Regions from separate parts of the Sus scrofa genome. Here region 1 is linked to region 2. The links are chromatin contacts, called in public Hi-C maps. All regions are on one chromosome and are shown on one strand. Each heading gives the region's core, a stretch centred on a gene start, on an enhancer-like site or on the middle of the called end of the contact. The rest is flanking DNA. Distances are from core to core; before and after follow the strand shown. Region 1 holds the start of ANKRD34A (ankyrin repeat domain-containing protein 34A). Region 2 holds the start of ANKRD35 (ankyrin repeat domain-containing protein 35).

Region 1 (6,290 bases), core at 2,860-5,359, 64 kb before region 2:
TAACTCAGTGTAATTCAGTAGAAGTTACTAAGAAGCAGGTGTCAGAGTTCCCGTCATGGCTCAGTGGTTAACAAATCCGACTAGGAACCATGAGGTTGAAGGTTCGATCCCTGGCCTTGCTCAGTGGGTTGAGGATCCGGCGTTGCTGTTAGTTGTGGTGTAGGTTGCAGACGCAGCTCGGATCCCACGTTGCTGTGGCTGTGGCATAGGCTGGCGGCTACAGCTCCGATTGGACACCTAGCCTGGGAACCTCCATATGCCGTAGGAGCAGCCCAAGAAATGGCAAAAAGACAAAAAAAAAAAAAAAAAAAAGACAAAAAAAAAGCAGGTTTCAACAAAACATACAGAAAAACAATTACATCCAAGTTAAGAAAGGCAGTATACATAGTGCTTAAGAACACGGATTTTATTTAATAACCCTAAATCTGTTTTCTCATCTGTAAGATGAGAATAACAATAATAATAAAGCCATCTAAATTCATTCAACAAATATTTACTGAGTTCTTACTGAGTGCAGGTACTGTTCCAAGTGCTAGGGATGTAGCAGTGAGCAAAATGGACCAAAAAACTACTGTATCCATGGAGTTGGTTTTTTGTTTTTGTTTTTGTTTCCCCCTAATTCAAAGCATACTCAAGCCAGGGATCAGATCCGAGCCACAGCTGCAACCTACAATGAGCTGTGGCAAAGCCAACCACTGTGCCAGGCAGGAACTGAACTTGCATCCCAGTGCTGCACAGATGTCACTGATCCTGTTGCACCACAGGGGGACTTCCTCAATGAAGTTTATTTTTCTTTTTTAAATGGATCTTATATTCTAGTAGAGTTGTCAGTATACAAATGTTGCAAACCATGAGACTGGGTGAGATTCCCTAAAGGAGTGGATGTGAACAGAGAAAAGAAGAGCTCCAGGGACTGAGGCATGGAGCATCCTAATATTTAGAGTTTGCTACATTTGCAATAAACAAGGCAAGGACTTAACACTCTTATTACATTAGAACTCATGGAAATCCAAATGAAAAAAATTATCCCAATAGAATAAATGTGCAAAGAACATGAATAGGCAAAACAAAAGAATGGCCGATAAAACCACTCTTTACCTACCAAATAGACAAAGATTTAAAAAATAATCAGGCTGGCATGAGGTTCTGTTTTGTTTTGTTTTTGAGATGGACACTCGTATCTCACCGGAAGGACTATAAACACAAACTTTTGGGGGAGGAATTTGGCCATTTGAATCTATAGCATTTTAAAAAGTTCATATACTTAGTCCAGTAATCCCACTTTAAAAATCTAAAGAAATCATCAGATACATAGTTAGAGATATAAGTAAAGGTATGTTCATCAAAGAGCTATACGTGGTAGCCCAAATTCTGAAATAACATAAATGGTCCAACAAAAAAAATTGAATGGCTAATAGAGGTCCCCTGTGGCTCAGTGGGTTAAGGATCCATCAGTTGTCACTGCTGTGGTTTGAGTGGCATGAGTTCAGTCCATGACCCAGGAAACTGGTGTAGACACACGCAAAAAAAAAAAAAAAAAAGTTACCACCAAGACAGCTTTCCCTCTTTTTTTTTTTTAATGGCCACACTCGCATCATAAAGAAGTTCCCAGGCTAGGGGCTGAATCAGAGCTGCAGCTGCTGGCCTATGCCACAGCCAGGCAGATTGGAGCCAGGTCTGCAATGTAAACCACAGCTCACAGCAATGCCCAATTGAACCCACATCCTCATGGATACTAGTTGGCTTGTTTCTGCTGAGCCTCAATGGGAACTCCTCCCTCCTTTGTAATGGAAATGCAGAGTGCATTGCCTCCAGCCGTATCTTTCTTTCTTTCTTCCTTCCTTTCCTTCCTTCCTTCCTTCCTTCCTTTCTTTCTTTCCTTTCTTTCAGCTGCACTTGCTGCAAGTGGAAGTTCCCGTTCCAGAGATCCAACCTGCACCACGACAATAACCCACACCACAGCAGTGACAATGTTGGATCCTTAACCCACCAGGGAACTCCTATTTCATGTTTTACTTGTTGGATATTGATTGAAGAACAAATATCCAAAGAAATGGAACCAACTACAAGGTGAGATCAGGAGTTCCCGTCGTGGCGCAGTGGTTAACGAATCCGACTAGAAACCATGAGGTTGCGGGTTCGGTCCCTGCCCTTGCTCAGTGGGTTAACGATACGGCGTTGCCGTGAGCTCTGGTGTAGGTTGCAGACCCGGCTCGGATCCCGCATTGCTGTGGCTCTGGCCTAGGCCGTAGGCCGGTGGCTGCAGCTCCGATTCAACCCCTAGCCTGGGAACCTCCATATGCGGCGAGAGCGGCCCAAGAAATAGGTAAAAAAAAAAACAAAACCAAAAAAAGTGAGATCAGAAGTTCTTTTGGTAGATAAATCAAAGCTGAATAACAATTTACTAAATATGGTTTATCAGAGGAAGGATGAATGGCTACTGCAGAGGATTCACTAAGATCCCCATTGTCTAGTATCGTGTCTAACATATATTAGATGCTCAATAAATGAAAGAAAATGTGATTTCTAAGGGCTGTTCCAGGCTTTAGACCTTGAGATTCCTACAGCCTCCCCTCACAGTCCCAGTCCTCTTGGTTTTCTCCCTTCTCAGGACTGTGGGAGCTATTATTATGAACCACTAATTTAAGAGGTCATAATTATATACTGTATTGTATTTTATTGTCTTTTATTAATTGTTCCCTAATCATCTCAGGGCTTTAAATGCTTCCTCCCCAATCAGTTCCATCCAATTAAGTTTTATTTGGCACTGTGGATTAAGTATAGAACCTGCCCTACAAAAACTTATATTCTTTTTTTTTTTTTTTTTTTTTTTTTTGCTTTTTAGGGCTGCACTTGCAGCATATGGAAGTTCCCAGGTTAGGGGTTGAATCAGAGCTGCAGCTGCCGGCCTATTGCCAAAGCTACAGCAACACTGTGGAATACAAGCCTCATCTGCAACCTACACCACAGCTCACAGCAACGCCTGATCCTTAACCCACTGAGCAAAGCCATGGATCGTACCCACCTCCTCATGGATACTAGTTGGGTTCATAACTGCGAAGCCATGACTCAAACTCCGAAACCTTAGATTCTAAGAAGAACAAAAATGCTAAAAACGAAGAGGGCACAAGTACTCCAGTAGAAGTGTGCATAAAATGCTGTCGTCAGACTGGGGAACAATTAATTCTACAAAAAAAAGGTAGTCCAGGAAAGCTACAGGTAGGAAGTAATATTTCATCAGAGTCTTGACAGATAACAGGAGTTTGTCAGGCTCTTAGGGGAATAATATTCATAGACTCAGGGAAAGCCTGATACCAGGGCAAAGAGAGGCGCCAGAGCAAGTCTTTCACTTTCTGCTTTAATATACCTCCCCTTTGCGCAAAAGAAAACTATGGTTCTCTGGTATACAATCAACCTAGTAATGGGAGCCCAGAGGAAAAGGGTAGGGAACTAGAAGGGGGCTGATCCAACAGGCTGCCGGAAAACGTTGTCTATCTATCTAGCAGCTTGACCTAGTGAACTCGTTTGGGAGGTGTGAGACCGAACCAGGTCAGAGCCACCAAGTCGAAGCCTTACCTGCTGCCCCTTCCCCACGGAGCCCACGCCGCAGCCAACTTGAAATTTGCTTGTCTTCCTCAATCTGGTGGCGTTCTAGGTCCGCCTCCCAGAGCTCCCCATTGGTGGGTTCTCCTGACCAATCTAGGAGAAGCCGGGGAGGGAGGCCCGCCCACTTGAAGCCTCGGAGGGGAAGGAGGGAGGGAGTTAGCTGGAACTCAGGCTTGGGTGAGTTCTCCACGCGCTGGAAGAATCACCTTGGGGTCAGTCATTTCAGACCTTATTTCAGATGGAGAACCCCTCGGCTAGCGGGAGTGCACAGAGGGAACCCGACACTCGGATCTCACCAAAGCACTCTGTTGAGGGAGCTTCCACAGAAATGAACTTCTATGAAACCTGCTCCTTAGGATCAGTCCTTCGGTGACTCTGTCTTCACATTTGGCCACTCCTCCATTACTCCAGCCTTCCCTTCAGTCCTGCACTGCTTCTCTCCAGTACCACCAATGAATACGTCTTTTCTTTATAAAAAAAAAAAAAATTCTTTAAGTTGCTGCCATGTCTGTGAGAAGATGCAAAGAGGGTTTAGGGAGGAAAGGATTAGGAATCAGATAATCAGAGCTGAGGAAGCTGGGCAGGTGCCTAGTGTTTCCTGCATTTCCCACTGCCTTCCAGCTCCTCTGGTAAAATGGGGCACAGTGGGAGGAGGAGCCCCACTTACACACACACCCACCCCCAGAAACAGAGAGAGTTCAGAGTAGAGATAGAATCTAGTCAAGAATAATAACCTAGATGTCAGAGAAAATAGCCCTGGGAGAGAAGCCTGTGGAGTAGGAAAGCTGTAGGTGGACTGTCAAGCACCTGGTCTTTGGAATTGACCCGAAACAGAGCTCTGAGGCTTTGGTGAATTTGCTTAAATTTGCTGTTTCAGTTTCTTCATCCATAGCAAGAAGTTAATTCCTACCTTATAGTGTTGTCGTGAGGTTTGGAGGTAATGTATATAAAGTACTTGGCACATAGCTGGTGTCCAATAAATGGTAGCTAGTAAAAATGGGTAGCTTTCCTGCAAATATCTCTCTTTCCCCCTTCTCCAGGAACATTGTTTTCAGTATCTTGTATCTAGTGGCCTCCAGCCTCTGAATTATTTCATGTGAGTTAATCAAACCCTTAGGATTTTTTCTTCAACCCCTCCCCACTCCCCCTGATGCCTTCCAGCTGGACACAAACTCATTCCTAAAATATGCAGATGGAAGCTGTGGTAACCATGGAGACAGGGCAGGTGGTGAGGAGAAGGCAGAGACAGACAGTGTGAGAAAAGGACTGCTACAGACAGGGAGAAAGAAGACTTTAAGAAGCGACTCAGAGACCTTCAAGTAAGATGGAAAAATAATGAGTCTAAGAAAGACTGAGAGTAAAGAGATGCAATGAGAGAGGATGTGTTACAAGGTTCACTCTTCTCTGCCCCTTTTCTATTTCTCTTCTCCCCCAATCCCTCCAAGAATATGAGGAGGCACCTGAGGATGCCCCTCGCCATATCTAAAAATGACCCCAAACACCCAGCCTCCTCATACTTATCTAAGGTCTGTACAGGGAGCTGAGGTCCAAGTTTATCTGTGCTCCATGTTCCATTTTTGGGAGGTGGAATGAAGATCTATCGCTGTGTCTGACTCCAGTTCCCCCTGACATTTAAACTAGGAGAAGGCAGCCAGAGCTCTTGCCTCTCTCAGCACAGTAAGGACTCTGGCTGTGGACCCCCATCGCCTCTCTCTACCTTTCTGCACAGTGTGCCATGTGCCTTGTGTGGCAGATCAGGTCTGGTGCACAGGCGCACATCAATACACCAAGCTCCGAGAATAGGGATCTGCTGAAGCTCAACGAAGAATTGGGATGGTCCCCAGTCTAGGTCGCGGAGGAGACTCCCAAGGAACACTTAGGTTTGTTGTGGCTGAGGGGAGGTCGTCTAAGCAGGGGAAGTCAGGATTGGAGCCTCTAGCTTTTGAGGGTTTATATGTGCCTGGGTGGGGTAACGGTTTGGTGCCCGACGCCCCCACCCGCAGAGACTGGGATATAAATAGCGAGGCAGAGCTCCGCCCCCCCCCCCCCCCAGCTTCTCTCCTCCGGAGCCGGCGCTGTGCCCGGGGCGCACTGGGAGGAGGGACCAGGCTTCTGTGCCCGGGCGCAGATACTGACACCAAGGGAATCCGGGTCCACCCCCCACCACCACCACGCCATGTGGGACCCCTGGAACCAAGCTCCGCCACCCCAGCTGCCCCGTGGCCCTGGCCTCAGTCTTGGCCCGGTGGAGATTCTGCGGACATACAGGTATCTATTTGGGTGAACTGCCTGGGAGGGGAAAGAGCAAGGAGTGATGGGGAACATAGCAGGGGCAAAAGAACCCCCCACTTCTCCCCCTACCCGTTTTAGGTCCCAAACGCAAGCTGCCTCCCTCCCCCCATTCAATTTATGGGGCTGTGGCAACCTAAAAGAGGTTAGGAATGGGACTGTGTGTGTGAATGTATGGGTGCATGTGTGTGGGTGGGTGGCGTTCAGCATCCTAGAAAGGGGGATTCCAAGTGCGGATAAGAAAAGGGGGATGCTGGAAAGGTCTGATAAGCCGTGGGGTGAGGGTGGGGGTGCGGATATCCCTGCGCGTGCACGTACGCATTTGCACGCGCGCTCATCCTTCAATGCGGGTGCACCCTTCCCACCTCCTCAGGCATGCGCTGGGGGGATGGGGG
Region 2 (6,699 bases), core at 3,173-5,672:
CGGGAACTCCTGGTTCTTTCTTTATCTCTCTTTGGTATCCTTTTTTCATTCATTTATTTATTCTTTTAACAAAGATTTATTGAGAAACTGTGCTAGGCACTAGGGACACATAAATTAGTAAGACACAACTCTTGACCTCAAGGATCTTATAGTTCGGTGGTGAAAGAAAGAGAAGCAAGCAGCATATTATAATCCGGTCCAGGGTGTGGGTTAGGAGGAAATACTCCCCCGCTTCCCAGAAGGGACAACCTCTAAACTTCAACCTAAAGGAAAGGCAGGCATGAGCCAAAGAAAGAATGTGTTGACAGCATTTCAGGTGGAACAAGCAGAGTATGTGAAGGGCCAGAGGCTTTCCATCTATTACCCTTCCTCTCCTTCCCCATTGGTCTCACTCAACCTTTTCTCCTCTGGTCTTGAGGATCCTAGAAGCTGTGCCTCTCAGCCTCATCTTTGCCACTGGGGTTCTGAGAGCCGTAGCTCACTTTAAATGTCTTCCCATCCACAGGCCAAATTCAAGTCTCTGACAGTGGTCAGCACATTCGAGCTGGGAACTGAGGAGGGCAGTGTCCTACAGCTGACGGAAGCCTCCCGCTGGAGTGAGGTGAGGCTGGAGACTGAGTTTGAGAGCCAAGAAACTAGTACATGTTGGGGTGAGATAAGGGCAATCTTCGAGCTCTGTCAGAACAGAAGTGTCTTCATGAGGCAGTGTTCAGGGAATCAGAAGTGACAAATCAAAATGATGGGGCCCTTGGAGCTCCATTGTGGTGCAGCAGAAATGAATCCAAGTCATATCCATGAGGTTGCAGGTTCGAATCCCGGGCCTTGATCAGTGGGTCGGGGATCTGGTGTTACCACGAGCTGTGGTGTAGGTTGTAGATGCGGCTCAGATCCCATGTTTCTGTGGCTGTGGTGTAGCTGCAGCTCCAATTTGACCCCTACCCTGGGAACTTCCATATGCCCTAAAAAGACCAAAAAAAAAAAAAAAAAAAAAGAATGGTGGGGCCCACTGCCTCCATTCCTACTTTAGTTTCTTTCCTTTTATTCTTCTGTTTCAAGGCTGGCTTTTCTACAATGTGGGGTGCAAAAGAGTGCAAGTGAAAAACAGTTCTTCTCCCTATACAGAGCTTCCTGGAGGTGATTCAGTCCCGTCCCGTCCTCATCTCCCTGTGGATCCTGATTGGCAGTGTCCTGGGAGGGCTGCTCCTGCTTGCTCTCCTTGTCTTTTGCCTTTGGAAGGTAAGCACTGCTGTAGTTGGGAGCATGGGTTGTGGTGCCCATGAGTTAAGAGATCCTTGATTAGAGCAGGGAGAACTGGATTTGTGCTGCAGCTAAGCAGACAAGGGTATCATGCCCAGATCTCCTCTACAAATGTTGAATTAAACTAAGCCAACTAAAATACATTTGAATCTCCTTTTGGAAGCAGAACAAAACTGAAGATTTCCGATACCTCTGAGGGCTGTTGGTAAGGTCATTTGGCGATGACTCTTATGTCTTCCCCTGCAGCTTGGCTTCTTTGCCCGTAAGAAAATCCCTGAAGAAGAAAAAAGAGAAGAGAAAGTGGAGCAATGAATGTAGAATAAAGCCTCAGAAAGTTCTCCCTGGCAGCTTCTCTGAAAGGCTTGCATACGAGCAGAGGTTTGGGGGCTCAAATGGGACAAGAAGCCTCTGGACTATCTCTCCAGACCTGCAACCTGACTTGACTCTTGAGTTATGAGGATGCTGCTGGCAAGAGATGAGGCCTTACCTCAGACAAGAAGGGCTGGCACTAAAACCAGGAACACTCCCACCCTGTGCCTCCCTTCTCATGATCTGGGTTCCAGAGCCAACACTGGGGCCTTGGTGTAGAGCCCTTTTTTTCCTTATAACCAGGAACCAAGAATTTTTCGCCTAGGCCCTGACTTCATTCAGATTCCTTCTACATCCTCCCTGACAATTTGGAAAGATTAAGGGTTATCGTCCTCTGTTTCCCACCTCTCATCCTCCTGCCTTCTCCCCACTCCACAGGAGAAAGCTGACGTTGGCTTGAACGAAGTAAAGTCAACATCTGCTGCTTTCCTGTGGAGTCTGGTGATTCAGAGGGCCGGATGGGGAGAGTCAACAGGAAAAAAGGAGGGAGGAGGCAAAGCCACAAGACACATTCTGTACAATTCCAAGGGAACAGAGAAGCCTTTAGACAGGCAACTGCCATCCCCCTGAAACCTGAGACTTTCGTGGTGCACTCGCCCGCCCTCAGGTGCTGGAGAAATGGAGCCATGCAAGGATTTTCCCAACTCTGCAGCCTTCCCTGGGAGCGAGGCCAGGGCTGGGTGCCCGATTCTCTGGAGCCAGGGGCCCCCACGTGGCTAGAGCTGGAATAACAGAAAAAGACTGGCTACCCCAGGCAGTTCTCTCCTCTCTCAAGCCTCACACACTCCTGAACCCTCCTTGGAGCTGCCTTGTAGAAACTAGAGAGAAGGGAGAGGATTGCCTCTTGATGGTGGGAAACCCTTTCACTTTGCTAGATTTGGGAAGCAGCAGCCCCATGGGATCTGAACAAGTAGGGTTCGCATTAAGGAAGAAGCCGAAGTGGGTGGCAGGAGGTCTCTGGGAAGCAAGCCCTTATTTGATTGGCACTGGTTGTGTAGCACAAGTAGCTCCTAGAAAATGTTTCTGGGGCATCTCCAGTTATAACTTGTAGGGCTTCTCTGGTAGAATCAGTTTGCCAGTCCTTGCCTGATATGTACTGGAAATTCCCAAGTTGATTACTATCTCTGGTTCACCCCACCCCCTGACTCCCATTTTTTTTGGTCATGGCCAGTAAAGAGAATTACATTCTCAACCACAAATGGGTAACTTATAGTAATTTGTAATCAAGACTTTGGATACCAAAGTCAGTTATTGGTTTCTAGAGGGCAGCTCTGATAGCCATTTGAAGAATCAGGACCCGTTTAGAGCTGAGAAGAGAGGGAGTCTGATTGGGCAGTTGATGAGCAGCCACAGATCCTGTCCTCCAGGGCTATTCTTAAGATCTGGTCGCAGTGTTTACTTTGGCATGTCTCTGGACTTTTGCATATGGCGTCGTCTGTTTCCTAGCAGGGTGGACAGTATATTAGATGGCCAGAACAAATACAATTCAGTATCAAATGACTCCTGGCTCTATTTGAGTTCCCTGGGATATAGACTGGTCACAAACAGCAAGAGATGGAGTCTTGGTTCACCTGAAACCTTATGCAGTTGAGTTCCTGGAAGGCAAAGCTATGAAGTATTTGACATGTTTTCTGTGACTCTTCCACTGGAGATGTGCTTTAGCCTCCTTAAGTGAGCATAGAGTGTAAAATGTGTAGGTATGGTAAGCATATAGGCCAAGATCGAAATCCCAGGTCTGCCATTTATGAGCTGTGTGACTTTGGGCAAGTCATAACTACACTGAGGCTGAGATAACAGTAAGAAGCTGTGTAGAGCAGTGGTTAAGAATGACGACAGGAGTTCTCATCGTGGCTCAGCAGTTAGCGAACCTGACTAGCCTCTATGAAGATGAGGGTTCAATCCCTGGCCTCGATCAATGGGTTAAGGATCCAGCATTGCCATGAGCTGTGGTGTAGGTCGCAGATGCAGCTCGGATCTGGTGTTGCTGTGGCTGTGGTGTAGGCCAGTAGCTACAGCTCCAATTAGACCCATGGCCTGGGAACCTCCATATGCTGCAAGTATGGTCCTAAAAGACCAAAAAAAAAAAAAAAAAAAAAAAAAAAGATGAAGACATATTTGAGTTTAAATTGAAGCTGTATCACTTAAAACCTGTTTGATCTAGAACAGATTTAACTTCTCTAGGTCTTGGTTTTCTTGACTTTGAACTTATTAGGGTTGTGCAAACTCAAGGAGATAATTCAGGTAAAGTGAACATAGAATAGTCAATAAATGGTAACTATTGTAACAAAACTTTTGTTATAATCTACCTTTATGTACCCTGTGTTCTGGGGATTGGGAAGGTAAATTGAAGCACCAGATGGTGCTTCTGATCTGGTGACTTACGTACCTGCTCTTTACAGACCCTGAAGATTTGTTTCTTCTGTGTGTTATTTTCTTCTCCCACTAAATCTTATCCTGTGTCTCATGAGGCCTTTGAAACAAGCCTCATGCCCACTAAGGTGATAATTAAGTTAACTAGCTTAAGGTTCTAATGGTAGAACTCAAACCTAGGAGTTCCTCTTGTAGCTTAGCAGGTTAAGAACCTGACATAGTGTCTGTGAGGATGTGAGTTCGATCCCTGGCCTTGCCTAGTGGGTTAAGGATCCAGCATTGCTGCAAGCTGTAAGCTGTTGCATGGGTCACAGTTGCAGCTTGGATCCGGCATTGCTGTGGTTATGGTGTAGGCCTGCAGCTGCAGCTCCAATTCCCAGGACCTTCCACATGTCATAGGTGTGCCCTAAAGAGAAAGAAAGAAAAAGAAAGGAAGGAAGAAAATTTATTGAATTTCTTTAGACACCTAGGATTCTTCTAGTGCCCTCGAGGAACATGTGTACTTAAGCATTGGCCTTCTAGAGACCATGTCTCTGCCTCTATTACCTCACCCTGAGAATGGTGGCCTGTTTGGCCTGTTAGGCAGGGGCAACCATCCTGTGATAAGCTGGTGAGTTATTTTGTGGCAGGAGGAGTCCATAGTGGCACTCAGTACACTTCATATAGGCCACTGTTTGAACAGCCTTAATAGAACATATGGTTTCTGGAGTGGGGACTGAGGCCATGGTTATTTTGACAGATTTCTCCTCTGAATCCCCCAGTCAGCCCTCAAGAAGAGATAGATTTCCTTGAATACTGGTTCATCTAATTCTCTCTCCACATGATTAAAAGAGCACCTTTAATATTTTTCTCCACTTGAGATCCCTCTCCTCTCTATCCCTCAGCTCCAGAATGGGACTTTCTCTAACCCCAACATGTTACCTGTTCAATAAGCCCGTTACCTGTTCCTTTGAAGCAGAGTCAATTTGAGAAGCAACTGTAGAAACAACAGGCTCTCCTGAGACATACAAGTGTTGCTTTCTTCTCATTGTTGCTCCTTTGTTCATTCACTCATCAGACATTACACTTAATATGTGCTAGGCAATGAGAATAGTATAAAATGTAACTCCTACCATCAAAGAGCCCAATCTAGAAGCAAACATGTAAACAAATAATTGCAAATACAGAGACCTGGTTGCTAGACCACATAGCACTAAGTATTAGAAGCTTGTTGCACACAAGAGGCACACCTCTTTTTTTGGTGGGGGTTGCAGAATTTTAAGAGAAAACTTTACAGGAAAAAACAAAAACAAAAACATTTGGCTTGAGGGGCCACCAAGTGTGAGAGAAGGCATGCCAGGGAGGATTATCACCTCAGGAAGGGAAGCATAGTAGAACAGCCTGAGCATTAGGCTATTTGTGAAAGATGAGACTTGAGAAAGCAGGGTGCAGCTCCTGATGATCCTCGTAAACCACATTAAGAACTTTGAACTTTATCCAGTAGGCTTTCATATGCATTTCAGTGTGCTCTCCGGCTGAAGGGAGGAAAAGAGGAAAAGAAAGGCGAGGAGACCACTAGCCTGCAGTGACTCTTCAAGCAAGAATTGCTGAGAATCTGAATTTAAAGAGTAATGGAAATAGGACAGTTTTGTGAGTTTGTGTGTAAGGGGATGCTTAAAACAAGAAGTCTCTCCTCCCTCTCTGCCCTTTTCTAACTTAAGAGGTGTGTTAGGCTATTAAGCCTGGTCCCCTTTCTCCACGTTGCTGTGGGTTATGCATCATCCGCGCTCAATCTTTGCTCCTCACTACCATCTCCCGTTTCCAAACTGCTCTCTCCAAATCCTTTTTTGTGCCTAGGTTTTTGGTCATGAAACAGGGGGAGGAAACAGAGGTAACTAAATTGGCAAAGGTCTCTGGATATAATAAAAACATCGTCACCAGTGGTTAAAAGCGGCAGTTGGTAAGATCCCACCGTACGGGGAGACATGCCTGCCTCCTGAGCGGCGCCGAAGGGGCGGGGCTGGAGCGGTGCTCAGGGGCGGTGCTTGGGGCGGAGCCACAGGCTGGAACGGCGGGCAGGGGCGGGGCGCGAGGGGGAGGATTTTAGTAGGAGGCCGTTGAGGCCGTTGGGTCTGTTCGCCTGTTGAGCTGGTGGGAGCTGGGGGCGGGTTCGGTTTAGGATGGGGAGGTTTGAGACCTAGCCCACGATGCAGCCTCAGACTGCGGGCTTTTTGCCTCCGTAGCAGTGGAGTGGGGCTGGGGCTGGGGCGGAGTTTTAAACCCAGCCCTTGAGTTCTTGTCTCTGATTGAATGGGGTGGATCCTGGGGCGGGTCCTGGGGCGGGTCCAGGTCTGCTTTTGACAGCTCTTTTACACAGCCGCAGCCAAGTCCGGTGGGTTCCGGAAACCTGTGGCCCGGCTCTCCGCGCGTCCCCGTCCCCCCGTGGCCGAGGCCTCGGCCATGAAGCGCATCTTCTCCTGCTCCAGCTCACAGGTGGCGGTATGTGCAAAAATGTTTGGGAGGGTGGGCATGGGGCTGGGGTCCATCACCTGTGGTGACAAAAGTCCTGAGTCCCGAGATCTCCAGGCACCATCGCCCTTTCTGTTTATTGGTTTTTCCAGCTCTTCCACTCCCGCAATGCAGCCCTCCAGCCCTGCCTTCCTCAAGACTGTCCCGCAGCCTCTGACTTGCCTTCCTAACCTCTGCCTTCCCCAAGGTCCTTTG

The links. Hi-C and Micro-C count contacts between places; a contact is called where the count stands out from the background.
Region 1: a Hi-C map of mesenteric adipose tissue shows a contact between it and region 2, with 1.6 times the contacts expected there. The contact joins the promoter of ANKRD34A here to the promoter of ANKRD35 in region 2. A contact is called at or near these places in 2 of 5 promoter capture datasets (fetal skeletal muscle and liver), 10 of 47 Hi-C or Micro-C datasets (embryonic fibroblasts, epiblast stem cells, fetal skeletal muscle and 6 more) and 2 of 2 datasets of contacts at active chromatin or transcription factors (alveolar macrophages and skeletal muscle).

Annotation. Positions count from the first base shown.
Region 1 is chr4:99,373,446-99,379,735 of Sscrofa11.1, forward strand. ANKRD34A (ankyrin repeat domain-containing protein 34A) reads left to right here and starts at 4,110. Exons shown (of 4, transcript XM_021089938.1): 1 at 4,110-5,486; 2 at 5,660-5,874; 3 at 5,977-6,040. POLR3GL (DNA-directed RNA polymerase III subunit RPC7-like) reads right to left here. Exons shown (of 10, transcript XR_002343450.1): 2 at 3,903-4,073.
Region 2 is chr4:99,436,842-99,443,540 of Sscrofa11.1, forward strand. ANKRD35 (ankyrin repeat domain-containing protein 35) reads left to right here and starts at 4,423. Exons shown (of 15, transcript XM_021089942.1): 1 at 4,423-5,935; 2 at 6,353-6,474. The coding sequence starts at 6,436. ITGA10 (integrin alpha-10) reads left to right here. Exons shown (of 30, transcript XM_021089939.1): 28 at 506-601; 29 at 1,123-1,236; 30 at 1,504-3,915. The coding sequence ends at 1,569.